Linked DNA regions of Mus musculus: region 1 is linked to region 2. The links are chromatin contacts, called in public HiChIP or PLAC-seq maps. All regions are on one chromosome and are shown on one strand. Each heading gives the region's core, a stretch centred on a gene start, on an enhancer-like site or on the middle of the called end of the contact. The rest is flanking DNA. Distances are from core to core; before and after follow the strand shown. Region 1 overlaps Fggy (FGGY carbohydrate kinase domain containing). Region 2 holds the start of Caap1 (caspase activity and apoptosis inhibitor 1).

Region 1 (6,923 bases), core at 1,712-4,211, 1.4 Mb before region 2:
TTATGGGTTTCCCTGACCTGGAGCTACCATGTGTACTGGCCAGGTGTATCAATTTAGTGGGTCAAGGAAATGCAGGAGTGGGAAAGGGGGAATGGGATTCATCTTTTTCAGTGATGGGGGCAGCGGAGAAACAGGTAATCTTAAGGGAGCAGGGACTTGGTGCAGGTGAATACAGTAAAGCGGGGTTAGAAGAATATTGAAGAATGGGACAAAGAGCAGAACGAAAAGGTTCATATGAGAGAGATGGACCCAGGGTGGGATTTCCTGGAGTCTGACTACAGTCGGGGCTGTGAATAGCACCATATAGGACCCTTGCCACTTGGCCTGGTGAGAAGGAGTTGACTGGTAGGGAGGTGCTAGGAGAACTTGATCTCCTGGCTGTATGGACCAAGTCCAGGTCGGGGGATTCACTAGTGGCCTGGGAAGGAGACATTCGGAATGTGTTTGTATGGGGTTTCCTAACCATTACATTTGGACTATGCGTACCCAGCATGAGTGATGTTGTTCCTTTGTCAGACTACCATGTCTGGAAGCGTGAAGGCAACAGAGATGGTGTGATGGTACTCTGTTTCTTTGTATAGTTAACGTTCTCCCTGCCCCTTGGAATCACTCATCTGTGAAGCAACAGTTTTAAAACCCTGTATACATCCTGTTACTTATCAAACTTTCCTCCAGGATCTATGGATAGCTCCTCTCCATACCTATCTTTAATAATTGTTGCAAAATGGTGATTTTGCAATTAAATGCTCTATCTGATTCTAAAGTCTGGAAGAAGCTAATGACATAAAGTACACAGACTAAGCACCAGGTTATACCACATAAAGCAGATAAGGCCTAATTTAATAGCTGACATGGAAAGAATGAACAAGTTTCCACAGGACTGAAGGATTTTTCAGGGTCTGGTTTTACAAGAGATCCCAGCATCCAATAAGAGCTACTGCTACCAGGAAAGCACCCTAGAAACCACCAACTATTACACATCCAGACACAGACATAAGTGACTCCAGTTGTGTTTGCCTGCTCGAAGTTTTTATTAGATAATAAGACAGGAATGCCAAAATTATACCCAAGGGGCACTGAGCATAAGATGAACACACAGAGGGCCCCAGTGAATGGCACAGCGTCTGTACGGACAGGTATGTTCAGCTTCCATTCATGATTGCTGAATACTCCTTCTGGTGCTCAACCATTCTCAGAAACACTTGATATTTCTTGTCATAATATCTGGGGGGTACAAAAAGGAACACATTAAACACTGGCAAAACAAAGCTGTTGTGTGCCTTCCCCCTAATTTAGAAGGATGGGAATGTATCTGTTATGTTCAGACGGAAATCTAAGTTTTTAGTGTATGAAGCAAAGGGGTTATTATGCTTCATATCTATTGTGTATAAATGACATGCAGTTCTGCAAGATGCATGCTTGACATGTAGGTGTTTTATCAGCAAGGTGCATCCAAAGTGGAATAGCCTGAAGTGTAGCTGAGGTGGGATTCGTGCTTAGAAAGCAGTGGCTTCTGAGCCTCCCCTGCATGTACTGAATGGCTCAGGCTTAGCACAGACCCCTTCTGATCCCAAGCTTAAATACATCTGTCTGGCGTGACTAGCCACAGGTGAAAACAGCACCTTGGCCAGATTTAAGAATGAGCACTTTAATCCCCTTTGTGATTTCCACATATCAGTGACTTTGGCAGACAGCCTTATCCAGGTGTTTGGCTTATCCAACGGTTTATCTAGGGTAAACTCTGTAGAAACGAGACCAACATCTCCCTGCACCTGGCTCTACCCTCAGTGTCTGGTAGTGACCCTGCTAACCAGCCTTCTCCATCAGACTCTTTAGGTGAGACCTGTTAGAACCACTCTTGGCTGTAAGACTGGGTCTGCTTAGGCATCACCATGCCACAAGGATAGCAATAGTACGGAGCATCATAACTTTTAAAACTCTGTCTTTACTCTCTTTAATGGGGTGGATGAATCCAATTCAACATTATTTGGTAGACTCTGGAATGTTCTGACAATGACCCTTATAAGGGATGTTAACCATTGTGAATTGGGATGGGGAATAAGAGTATGAGAAAATCTGGGAGTGCACAGAAATTTGTGCTTGTTCCATATTTCAACCTTAAGCATTCTAGAAGAGTGATGTCGGAACTGTGATGGGGCCAAACCATGGCTGAGAAGGGGATTTGAGGCCAGGACTTGAATTACACAACCCATGCCTACAAAACCCATCTATGCATAAATTTCCTCACCTGCAAATCGAGATAGTTACAGGATATACTGCAGAAATGTTGTGAGGATTAAGCAATATGTGAAATGAATGAGAACAATGACTGATTCAAATAAATAATGTAAGTATGAGTTATTGCTTTGAAATAATCCATATTCTACTATTATACTCAATCTACGATTGTGAGATGCTGCTAAACCCCGCTCCAAAGAATTCAATTCTCAGTCAGAGAATGGCTTTTAGAAATATTTTCTGCTTCTAATGATATTCTATGACAATACAAGGCGGTGCAATTCTTCTGTGGGGTGAGATGGGTTTCTAACTTTGTTATCGCAAAACTCTTAAAGGGGGCTTTGCTCAGCAGCCTCTCTCACACAGCAAGGATTTTAAGGTAACAATTCTACTGAAACTCCATTCATTGGAATACCATTTGTCTTCTTGCAAATGTCTTTTTTCACTCAACAGGAACCCACGATTCACCCTTTCCAGGTTGAATAATTGGAATCATTGTAACAATTTGCTTACTGAACTACAGTTACTTTATTAGACATTAAATTCACATACAGCCAGCCAGCTGAGTTATCTCCTAAATTCCCCTCCTCTCAAACAATTGATTGTCTGTGGCTCGGGACCAAGAAAATATAAAGTTAATGAGATTTGAAGCCAAGAGACAGGAAGAGGAAATGGGGTCTGGCTTTCTAGTTGCAATCTTTGTGCTGCCTGCAGATGGCGGCACAGCACTGTGCATTTGCTTCATGGAAACCCTGCCAGCTGCCATCAAGACACCACAGTCTTCAAAGAAAGCATGAGCTGAAGGGATCTGCAACCCTATAAGTGGGACAACAATATGAACTAACCAGTACCCCGGAGCTCGTGTCTCTAGCGGCATATGTAGCAGAAGATGGCCTAGTCGGCCATCATTGGGAAGAGAGGCCCCTTGGTCTTGCAAACTTTATGTGCCTCAGTATAGGGGAACTCCAGGGCCAAGAAGTGGGAGTGGGTGAGTAGGGGAGCAGGGCAGGGGAGGGTATAGGGGACTTTAGGAATAGCATTTGAAATGTAAATGGAGAAAATATCTAATAAAAATCTATAATTTAAATTAAAAAATAATAATTACCCCTGGCAGGGGGGTGGGGGAGAAAGCACATGGATTTTTTTTTTTTCTGAGAATGAACTTAAAAACACTTCCCTGAAAAGTCTTGAGAAGGTCACAAAAGAGATGAAGGGGAATAAACTGCTTCTCCTTTCAAACAAACGGCATAGTTCAGGCACCCTCTAGTGGACACCCTCCACAGCTTCTCCATTCACTGGGAGGGGCATCTCTGTTGCTGGGTTGAGTTTCCTATACCCATGCTGCTCCTCTGAGCTAGGCAGTCAGAGAGGGCTTCACATGCAGGGTCTTTAATAGCCTGATTCCATTTGGAGACAATAAAATGAGTCTAGACTGTCATTTTAGTAAGCATTTCAAGTTCTCAAATAATGGACCTTTGAGACATATAAGGAAAGTGACATGGTAAGACTTTAAGTTTTAACACCAAGTGCTTTCCTCCGGGACTTGCTCCTTCATCTTCAGTGATTTCATAGTGACCCTGATTGCTAATGTGGGCTGCTCCAAAAGCCTTCGATAGAGCCTCCTGACTTCTAGCCTTAGCTCTCACGAACCAATTCTGTATGACTAAACTTTCAAACTGTCCATTTGATCAGGTCTCATCACTGCTTAAAACTCTGACCCCAGGGGTCTTTGGCATGGCTCCAGGGGCTTCATGGGCTGACTTCTGCCTGCCTCACTTCCTCATCTCACCTTGTGTTCTGATTGTAGTGATCTCAGTATAAAAGCTGACCCTTTGCATAGATTATTTCCTCTACCAAGAATGTTCTTCTCTACTTTGGCCTGTTTGGAAATGACTTTTAAACATTTAAAGTCAGCGGAGACATGGTCTTCCTCTAAAATTTTCCTTTCTCCATGCATGGTCCCAGTTATTCCTTCTTCCGGTTATGTTGTTGCCTGCTGGCATTTCTATGGAAGAATTTATTCATGTTAACTTAAAATCATCTCTCTGTATAAATCTAGTAGTGCCTCATCGCTCTCTGCATCCTTCCCAGAGCTCAGTTCATGCTTTAAATATAGCAAGCACTCAATAGATAAATAAATAAATAAATATTTTTGTTGACTTGGCATTTAAACATGGGGGATTTTCTAGCCTTCAGTGCCAAGAAATATATAAAGGGTAGGAGAATGCCAGCTGGTCCTTTGATGTGAACATAAAAGATTCCCATACTTTAGCATAGAGAAAAACAGATTTCTTCCTATGATTCAGGATGAAAATATTAGTCTGAGAATTTGGAAGTTTGTATGTGACTCCAGCTCTGACCAGCTAAGCTTTGGATCTTGATAAACCAAAGTTCTCATATTGGGAGGAATTCCTTCAACCTCTAAGTCAGTGATTCCCAACTGGTGGGTTGCAACCCCTTTGGCAAACCATCTCCCCAAATATTTACTGTAATGAATTGTAATATTCATAACAGTAGCAAAATTACAGCTATGAAGTAGCAATGAAGTAATGTTGTGGTTGGGGGTCACCACGACAGGAGGAACTGGCCGCAGCTTTAGGAAGGCTGGGAACCGCTGGTCTAAGTGAAAGAAGAGCCAGGGTTGATCCAAGGTCCATCCCAGAGCAAGAGCTGCCCCTCCTCCCATGCACTCTCAGTCTCTGGCAGCTTCATACAGACTTACTTTTTATCAGCATGTTCCGGAAACACGACTTTCCCCACTTTGCTCATCCTTGCCATTGCCTCCTGGTAAACGGAAATAACAAAGAATGCTGGGTAAAGAAGGAGACCATGGACCTTACAGGAAATGGATAGAACCAGGAAAGGCCATATTGAGTGGGATAACCAAGACCCAGAAAGACAAATGTCCCGTGTTCTCTCTTACTGGAGGCCTCTTGCTCCAGAGCTTCAGACCTGAGTGAAGAGCCAATTCCTGGCATTATTAATGATACTCTGTTATGTTTGCAGACAGGAACACGTTGTCTTCTGATAGGTTCCACCCAGCAGCTGACTCAGGCAGATGCAGACACCCACAGCCAAACAGTGAATGGAGTTTTGGGACTCTTATGGAAGAATAGGAGGAAGGATTTTGGCTTCTAACTGGATAAAAACTCCACAGGAAGACCAAAAGAAACAACTACCCCGAACCTTTAGTGCTAGTTGACTGAATCATCAACCAAAAAACATATACAAGCTAGACCTAGGCCCTCCTGCACCTCTGTAGCAAATGTGCAGCTTGGTCTTCATGTGGGTCCTGAAGAACTGGAGGCGGGGGGGGGGGGGGGCTATCCCAAAAGCTCTTGCCTGTCTGTGGGATATGTTCTTCTAGCTGGGCTGCCTTGTCTGGCCTCAGTGGGAGAGGATGCACCTAGCCTCACCTCACAGGGACTTGATGTGCCAGGGTTAGAGAATACAGAGGGGCAAGTGTGTGTGTGTGTGTGTGTGTGTGTGTGTGTGTGTGTGTGTGTGTGTTTCTCATGCTCAGAGGAGAAAGGAAGTGGGGATTGGCAAAGGATTGTGGAAGGGGGTGACCATGAGGGGGGCAGTGAGTAGAATGCAAAGTGAATAAGTAAAATAATAAAAGCTAAATAAATAAAAATTTAAAAATAATTTATACCAAAACAAAGACTAAAAACGAGGTTATACTGTAAGAAACACTATCTTTTTTCTATTGTTGCTTGAATTAATCAGCCTTTAAAATAATAATTCAGAAGGTAAAACAATTTACAGAAACCAGGGAAGGAAAACTGAACTGTTGTCAGGATAAGGGAGTTAGGGAGCAATAGAAAGGAATAGTGGGATATAAGTAATCTGATCAGAGAAACAGGAAAAGGGGATCTTTAGAAAGAGGGAAGGAAATACAGAGGAGGAGAGGAGGGTAAAACGAATAGCAGAAGACAAGTGATCTGGGGGAGGGTAAGCTGAGGTGCTTAGTGGGGAAGGGAGGAGATGGGAGGTAAATACATAACAAAAGGGACGTGAGTAAAATAATAATAAAGGTGTCTGAAAAATCACAAGAAATCATAATATTGACTATTTACCTAGAAATAAAACCCTATAGCATGTGTACAAATATCTACAGACATAGTTTTAATGAACTTTTGTCATCTGGACTGCTGGCTGGTTCTCTCTCCAAGAGCCAAAGACTACCTAACAACAACAACAACAACAACAACAACAAACCCTAATTCCAAGCATAAGAAGCCCTCTTTTGAGTTGGTGGTCAGGTCTGCACAAGTAACTCCCTAAACACACAGCTCTTGCTGTTGTCCTTGGTCACCTCTCAAGGGTGGAAGATCAGTTCCCAGTGCAGAAAACACCATGCATGTTCAGTACACAGAGACCTGTGATCTGTAACCAACCAGATGGCACCATGTAAGCTTCCAAGGAGAGAAGCAACCATAGCTACTCAGCTCTGCTGCTTATGAGTCGCATTAACAACCAACTGACAAGATAATCCTGAGGGTACAATAGTAGCACACAGATTTTGGTGGTAACCAGCAGCTTTCTAGTTGGACTTAAAACCTTCTTAATAAGAGGAAAATCATGCTTGATACAAGATACCTAGTTAACTACTCAGTGCTAGTGAAGTCATGGTTATTGGAGGAGAATCTACAACCACTAATTTACTATAAACATGTGTCCTT
Region 2 (6,962 bases), core at 2,370-4,869:
CACTCCCAGGAGTGTGACTCACCAGTACAAAGCTAGACATTGGGCAAGTACTGATAAAATACTGGAGTCATGGATAAAAATGGCTCCATTGAAAATGAAATATATTACTAGAAATATCTCTTCAATTATTAGGAGAGTCACTTCTTTTGTCAGAGCTACTTGGGTCTGAGAATGTTCTGTGACTCTTCATCTAGTGTAGTTTTTGTTTGTTTTAGACAAGGAGTGTCATTGAACCTGGAATTTAGTAATTAAGCCAAATTCAAAGGCCAGCAACTCCCATTATCCTCCCATCTTTTTCCTTGAGGACGGGATTGCAGGCACAAGCCATGGGATTTGTGCTGTTCAGGCTAACTTCCCTACCCATAGCATTGGCATGATCATGACTGGTGGGTCCTGAGTGGAGAACTGAGCCAGAACAGAGACTAACAGGCCTCAGGCAACAGTGAGCTCAATGACAATGGACTCTTGCAGGCAGCTTCGGTCAGACAGCTCATTATATCAGGGGAACAAAGCCCATTTAAACCTTTTGGGGGTGAGCAGGAGCTATAGGGGTGCATGGACATCGTTGGCTGGGATCAGGGTGTTGGGGATGCCTCACTTGCATAAGGAGGAATTGCAGGTGCTGCTGGGCATGACCTTATAAAGGGAGAGGAATTTTAACTTGGTAGGCACAGGGGCAAGGGGCATAACTACTTCTCCTGTTGATCTCAGGATGAGATGTCCAGGGTTTGGACACATCCCTCCCCCACTCTTGCTGCAGGCCCCTCCTCTCCCTTCCCCTGGCTCCCTGGCCCCACAGACTTGGCTGTTGACTTTATGAACTCAGGTCCTCATGCTTGATTGCCCCAAAACAGATTGTGCTAGTTACAAAGGCGCTTATTCTTCACGCTGTGTGTGCTTAAATGCCCCTCAGGTCAAGTGTGAAACTATAAAGGTATTTGAGCTTACCAAAATTGACAGGAGGCCATAGTAACTTTCCAGTTTGGCTTGAATTCAAGCTTTGTGACACTGGTAGCTGGTTACCCTAGGAACTGAGTCTCCTTTCAGATACAGATCTCAGCATTTACTAATTTGTATGCTTGCTGTCTTTCATAAATATTATTGTCTCTCTTGATGTCTTAGAACCACACATAAACCTACTAGAATTATGGATGCTCAGCAGCTGGACATGATTCAGGAATTTTTTGTATTACATGACAGAAACCCTCACTTAGGAGACCCTTGCTATGTAAAATTTACTTCAGGACTCATAACTGCAGCTTTGTAGGACAACTACTTAAGATCAAGTTTCTAGCAACACGGTACATTCAGTTCTTTTTTTTTTTTTTTTTAAGATTTATTTATTTATTTATTTCATGTCTGTCAGTACACTATTGCTGTCTTCAGGCACACCAGAAGAGGGCATCGGATCCCTATTACAGATGGCTGTGAGCCACCATGCGGGTGCTGGGAATTGAACTCAGGACCTCTGGAATGTGCTCTTAACCACTGAGCCATCTCTACAGCCCTACATTCAGTTCTTATGTCTTGAGAGCGATCAACTGATTATCCCTATGTCCTAGAGAAAGATTTTAATCAAAATGGGTAATTAAGAGAGCCTGGGGAAAAATCACAAAAAAATGAGGCCATTTTTTTTTTTTTTCTGGAGACAGGCTTTCTCTGTGTAGCCCTGGCTGTCCTGGAACTCACTTTGTAGACCAGGCTGGCCTCAAACTCAGAAATTCGCCTGCCTCTGCCTCTGCCTCCGGAGTGCTGGGATTAAAGGCGTGCGCCACCACACCCGGCAAAGATTTATTTTTAACATGTTATGTGCTTGTATGTGTTTATGTGGAAGTATGTGTACATGAGTGCAGATGCCGATAGAGGCCAGAAGAGGGTGTTGGACATTGTAGACATTGTATTGTTGTAATAATAGCAGTGCATCATTAACTACTGAGCTATTTTGTCATAGTGAGATGAAACAAAATTCTGCTATCCTTGTCAGTACAAGAAATTGAGACAATTATTTTGTTGTAACATAATTTTGGCTCTTTAAAAAGAAGTCAGTCCTGTGTGGCTCCATACAGGACTGATACATAGTACTGGCTCAGCATGCACAAACCCCTAGGTTTGATCTCAGCTTTACATAAATTAGGCCAGGTGTTGCATGCCAATAATCTCAATACTAGGGAAGGGGAAGCAGGAAGATCAAGTGTTCAAGCCTAGGACTGGAGAGATGGCTCAGCAGTTCAGAGCAATTATTGCTTTTCCAGAGTTCCTGGGTTCCGTTCCCAGCATCCATATGGTGGTTTACAACCATCAGTAATTTTTTTTCCAGGGATTCAATGCCTTCTCTTGGTCTCTGAGGGCACCAGGCAGTGGTGTGGTACACATGTCTATATGTAAGTCAAAACATTCATGTACACAAAATAAATACATCAATCTAAAAACAAATGAACAAACCAACCAAACCCTAAAAGAAACAGTTCAAGGCCATCCTTAGCTGTACGTGTGGCAGGCCAGTCTAGACTCGGAGAGAACCTGCCTCAAAACAACTGTGAATAAAAACTCCTGAAAAGCTGCGTCCGGCTGTGAACAACAATAAGCCTGGAAAAAAAAAAACAAAAACAAAAAACAAACAAACAAACAAAAAAACAAACCTGGAATGAGTCTGTGTCTACAGAGACTGATGGATGAATTAGAATTTCAGTACTGTGAAGAGGTTGGAATTTTGTAAGTTCACAGGCTAATTACTTCATCGTGGGCTATTTTAGCCTCCAGGAACAGCCAGCCATTCCTTGCCCCACTGTGTATCTATCTGTGACTAAACTGATTCGACCGCTCCATGGTATAGGTAAAAAGGTTTTTATTGTAGAGAGAACAGCCAGAGGCATCTGTAAGAGTTCACAGGGAAGAAAGAAGGCTGAACATGGCCAGGGCTATCTGTTTCTTGCTTTCTTTTTTCTTTTGTTTTTGTTTTTGTAGACAGGGTTTCTCTGTGTAGCCTTGGCTGTCCTGGAACTCACTTTGTAAACCAAGCTGGCCTTGAACTCAGAAATCCGCCTGCTTCTGCCTACCAAGTCCTGGGATTAAAGGCGTGCGCTACCACCGCCGGGCTACTAAACTCACATTGTTGAACACTGAAATACTATAGGAACTTGTCTTCCTTCTGACATCCTTTCCATTCCTTTAAAAGTAACATGAAATCATGCTACGAAATTAGTTTTAATGATACAAAATACGGAAGCATAAGACTGTTATTTTTGCACAAGTCCTTAAAGTGTACAAAAAAAAAAAAAAAAAAAAAAAAACCCTGCTCAAATGAGGTCGTAGTGAGATGAAGCAATTTTTTTTATTCTGAAATTCTTTTTATTGTTATATCGTTGAATCAAACGAGGGAATCGAAGGTAGAAGAAATTGGAGACTCAGCAACTTTAATTTTACCTTCCAACGTACTTGTAAGCTGAGAAACACTGAAAGGAATTAAATCTTCCCAGAGGTTGGGAAAAAGCAAACAGATCCGTTGGACCACACGTCACCTTTTAAACTCCAGACAACCTCAGCAGCTGGCACAGCGCATCCGAGCCCCGCCTCCAGAAGCTACGCGTAGTAAAACGCGCCGGGACCGGAAGTGACGCCAAGTCTGCGACAGCAGCGCCGGCCGCTACGGAAGCGGGGTTCTGTTGCTGCAGAGACGGTCGGCTGTCGCCGATGGTTGCAGCGCGAGGACCATGACGGGGAAGAAGTCTTCCCGAGAAAAGCGGCGCAAGCGGAGCGGGCAGGAGGCAGCCGCGTCGCTCGCAGCCCCGGACCTGGTGCCCGTGCTGAGCGGGAGCGCGGGTGGGTGCGGGAGCGGCGGCTGCTGCGGGGTCGCCGGCGGCGGGACGAGTGTGGCGGGCGGCGCGGAACGAAGCGAGCGCCGAAAGCGGAGGAGCACCGATTCGTCCTCCAGCGTCTCGGGCTCCCTGCAGCAGGTGCGTGCCTCGCCTCGCGCCGTCTCCCGGAGCTGCGGCCCCTCAGAAGAGCCGGGCTGCAGAGCCGCGCGGGCGCGGGCAGAAGCTCATTGTTAGTGCCGGGGTCCCTTGGGCCGCCGGTTCCGTTCTGAGTCCGTTTGAACTCTTCCCCATGTATTAAACTTTTAAGTTTCTGGATTTACTGATCAGTACTCCTTCCCCATTAAACTTTCGCGGTTTCTTTTACTTGTGGTTTCCCCGATCTCCGTAGAGGATCTGTGGGTCGGGAAGTAGTTACAAATGCCGGTGTAAGCACTGACCACCACTATTTAATAGATTCTGATTATTTTCACATTACACACACATTAAAAAAAAACCCACAACAACAAACACCTGAGACCCAAGTTCAGGAATTTCACCCACAGTCACAGTCGCAAGAATTTCGTAGTTCCTACATTTGAATTCAACAGCTGGGACCAAAATGTGTTTCTTATGCATCATCAACCTGCCGCGATACCACTATTTAAAACAGTAGTTTGTAACTTACTGTAAAACAAATGACTGTGTTCTTAAAATTCATCGGACACAGAATCAAGGCAGGAGTTCAACGCCCTTCGTAGTGCCTCTTGATATGCATACCTTCTGTGGATGAGTAGCCACTCTTCATTGTTTACTTTTACGAATGTAATTGGGTATATTCTCGCATTGAATGGGTCTCCTTCCATACATGGTGTGTTTTAGGTTTCCCAGTATACTCGTATCTCTATTGTAGAATATTTAGGTTTTCAGTTTTATTGATTTTTATATACAATACCAAATGGAACAAACTTGTCATAGATCTTGTGCAAGAGTTACGTAGACTTGGACTTACAGAAATGAAATTGCAGTGTCAAAAGTATATACGTTTAAAAAGGTGATGAATTCCACTTGCTCTGCATATCGGCACCATATGCTGTATTGACCAAATGCTTCATGCTCGAGCCACTTGGGCTTCACAGCACAAATGAACCAAACTCTATATATGTAAAGCCAAACTGTTCTCTTAAAATAAAACACACAGGAAATAGAACCAAATACTTTTAAAGCAAGACTTAACTGATTTATAGTTGAAATAGTATGGATATTCATGTCTGCCAGTCTTCACAAGCATGTTATCTTCCTTACATGGCCACCCCACCCCCAACGCCCGCCCCAATCTCCAATAGCCCTTGCTAGCCTGGAACTTGCTCAATGTATGCTCCTTAGACCATGTTGGCCTCAGACTTAGCATCCACCCTCCTGCCTCTGGCCTTGGAATGCTGACATTACAGGTGCGTCCCCCTCCCATCCCTGTTTTTTCTTTTTTAGAGAGTGGTCAGATGGACAGACCAAGTAATTATTACTTTTTTTTTTTTTTTGGTTGTTGTTAGTTTGTTTTTTGAGTCAGGGCCTTACTGGTCTGGAACTCAAAAAAAATTTTTTTTTGCCTGCCCCGGTCTTCTGAGTACTGGGATTAAAGGCATGTGCCATTGTACTCGGCTAACATTGTTTTAATATGTATGTTCCTGATGAATGGTGGTACTGAACATTTCTACATTTTTATTTACCCTTTGATTCCTTGTGTAGTTGTATAGATTCTTTGCTTGTTCTTCCTTTTATTCAGTGTTTCACTGAGAAGTCTCATACATATTTCAATTAAGCGTTAGTTTTAAACTTGTGTATACAGTAATGGTTAATATAGCTTGGTTTAAAGCACTGCTCTACCGTCCTAATGCTGCAACCCTTCAATACACTGACTCATATTGTGATGACTTCCAACCATAAATTTATCTTCCTTGCTACTCCATAATTGTATTTTTGCTACTGTTTTGTAAATATCTGTTTTCCCATGGTCTTAGGTAATCCCGTGAACGGGTCATTAGACCGCTCCCCAAGGGGTCTTGTCCTATAGGTTGAGAACTGCTGGTTTAAAGTGTGCTGGAGGGCTTGAGTTTTGTCTTGTTTTTTTCTTTTTTGATATCCAGAGCTGGTATTTTTTTTCTTTTACCTTCCAGATTTTGTGGTTTGGAAGACTGTAAAATTTATAAAAGTTATTCTGTATTTTTTAAATACTTCACACATTTCACATTTATTTATTTAATTGAGCATATAGCACGATCTATGTGGAGTCAGAGGACAACGTGCAGGTATTATTTCCAGCACGTGGGAAGGACTGGGCTCTCATGTTAGGATGGTGACAAGCACCCTTACTGCTGAGCCAGCTCACTTACCTGCACTTGCCAGCTCTCTTCCCATAGGTTTTGTATTCAAAGATTGTTTAGTTTTTAAAGTTTTTATTTACCTTTATTTTATGTGCTTTGATGTTTTACCTGAATGTATGTCTGTGTGAGAGTGTCAGATCTTGTATTTACAGACAGTTGTGAGCTGCCATGTGGGTGCTGGGATTTGAACCCAGGTCCTCTGGAAAAGCAGTCAGTACCCTTAACCACTGAGCTATTTCTCCAGCCCCTTCTAATCTTTTTTTTTTTTTTTTGGAGAAAGGGTTTCTCTGTATAGCCCTGGCTGTCCTGGAGCTCACTTTGTAGAACAGGCTGGCCTCCAACTCAGAAATCCACCTGCCTCTGCCTCCCAAGTGCTAGGATTAAAGGTGTGCGCCACCACTGTCCAGCTAATAGTGCTTTAATATTAAAATGATTTTTATTTATATTTTTAATGTGCATTGGTGTTTTGTCTGTATATATGTCTGGGTGAGGGAGGGTATCAGATCTTGGAGTTATAGGCAGTTGTGAGGTGCCATGTGGAGAGAGCTCCTATCCTCTGGAAGAACAGCAAGTGCTCTGAACTGCTGTGCCATCTCTCTAGACTCATACTTTTTAACATTACAACTTTTTTTTTGGCTTTTCCGGGCAGGAAACTCACTCTATAGACCAGGCTGACCTTGAACTCAGAAATCCGCCTGTCTCTGCCTCCCAAGTGCTAGGATTAAAGGCATGTGCTACCACTGTCCAGCACATTACAAGTTTTAATTAGGACTCATGGATTCAACTACTT

What was found. HiChIP or PLAC-seq counts read pairs in DNA pulled down with a chosen protein or histone mark.
Region 1: a RAD21 HiChIP or PLAC-seq map of pro-B cells shows a contact between it and region 2, with 4 times the contacts expected there. The contact joins the enhancer-like site here to the promoter of Caap1 in region 2. A contact is called at or near these places in 4 of 39 promoter capture datasets (the C10 cell line, hippocampal neurons, liver and 1 more), 1 of 15 datasets of contacts at CTCF or cohesin (pro-B cells) and 1 of 115 datasets of contacts at active chromatin or transcription factors (astrocytes).

Annotation. Positions count from the first base shown.
Region 1 is chr4:95,921,024-95,927,946 of GRCm38.p6, reverse strand. Fggy (FGGY carbohydrate kinase domain containing) reads right to left here. Exons shown (of 16, transcript NM_001113412.1): 15 at 4,961-5,022; 16 at 1,008-1,224. The coding sequence ends at 1,143. Among named protein-coding and RNA genes, the nearest start is that of Hook1, 43 kb to the left of the region's middle. Within about 2 kb of position 2,961, at least 21 of the 459 cell types and tissues checked have an H3K27ac peak or open chromatin away from gene starts, as enhancers often do. A contact at or near this core is called in pro-B cells, where this site is marked.
Region 2 is chr4:94,553,453-94,560,414 of GRCm38.p6, reverse strand. Caap1 (caspase activity and apoptosis inhibitor 1) reads left to right here and starts at 3,619. Exons shown (of 6, transcript NM_026368.2): 1 at 3,619-3,953. The coding sequence starts at 3,711.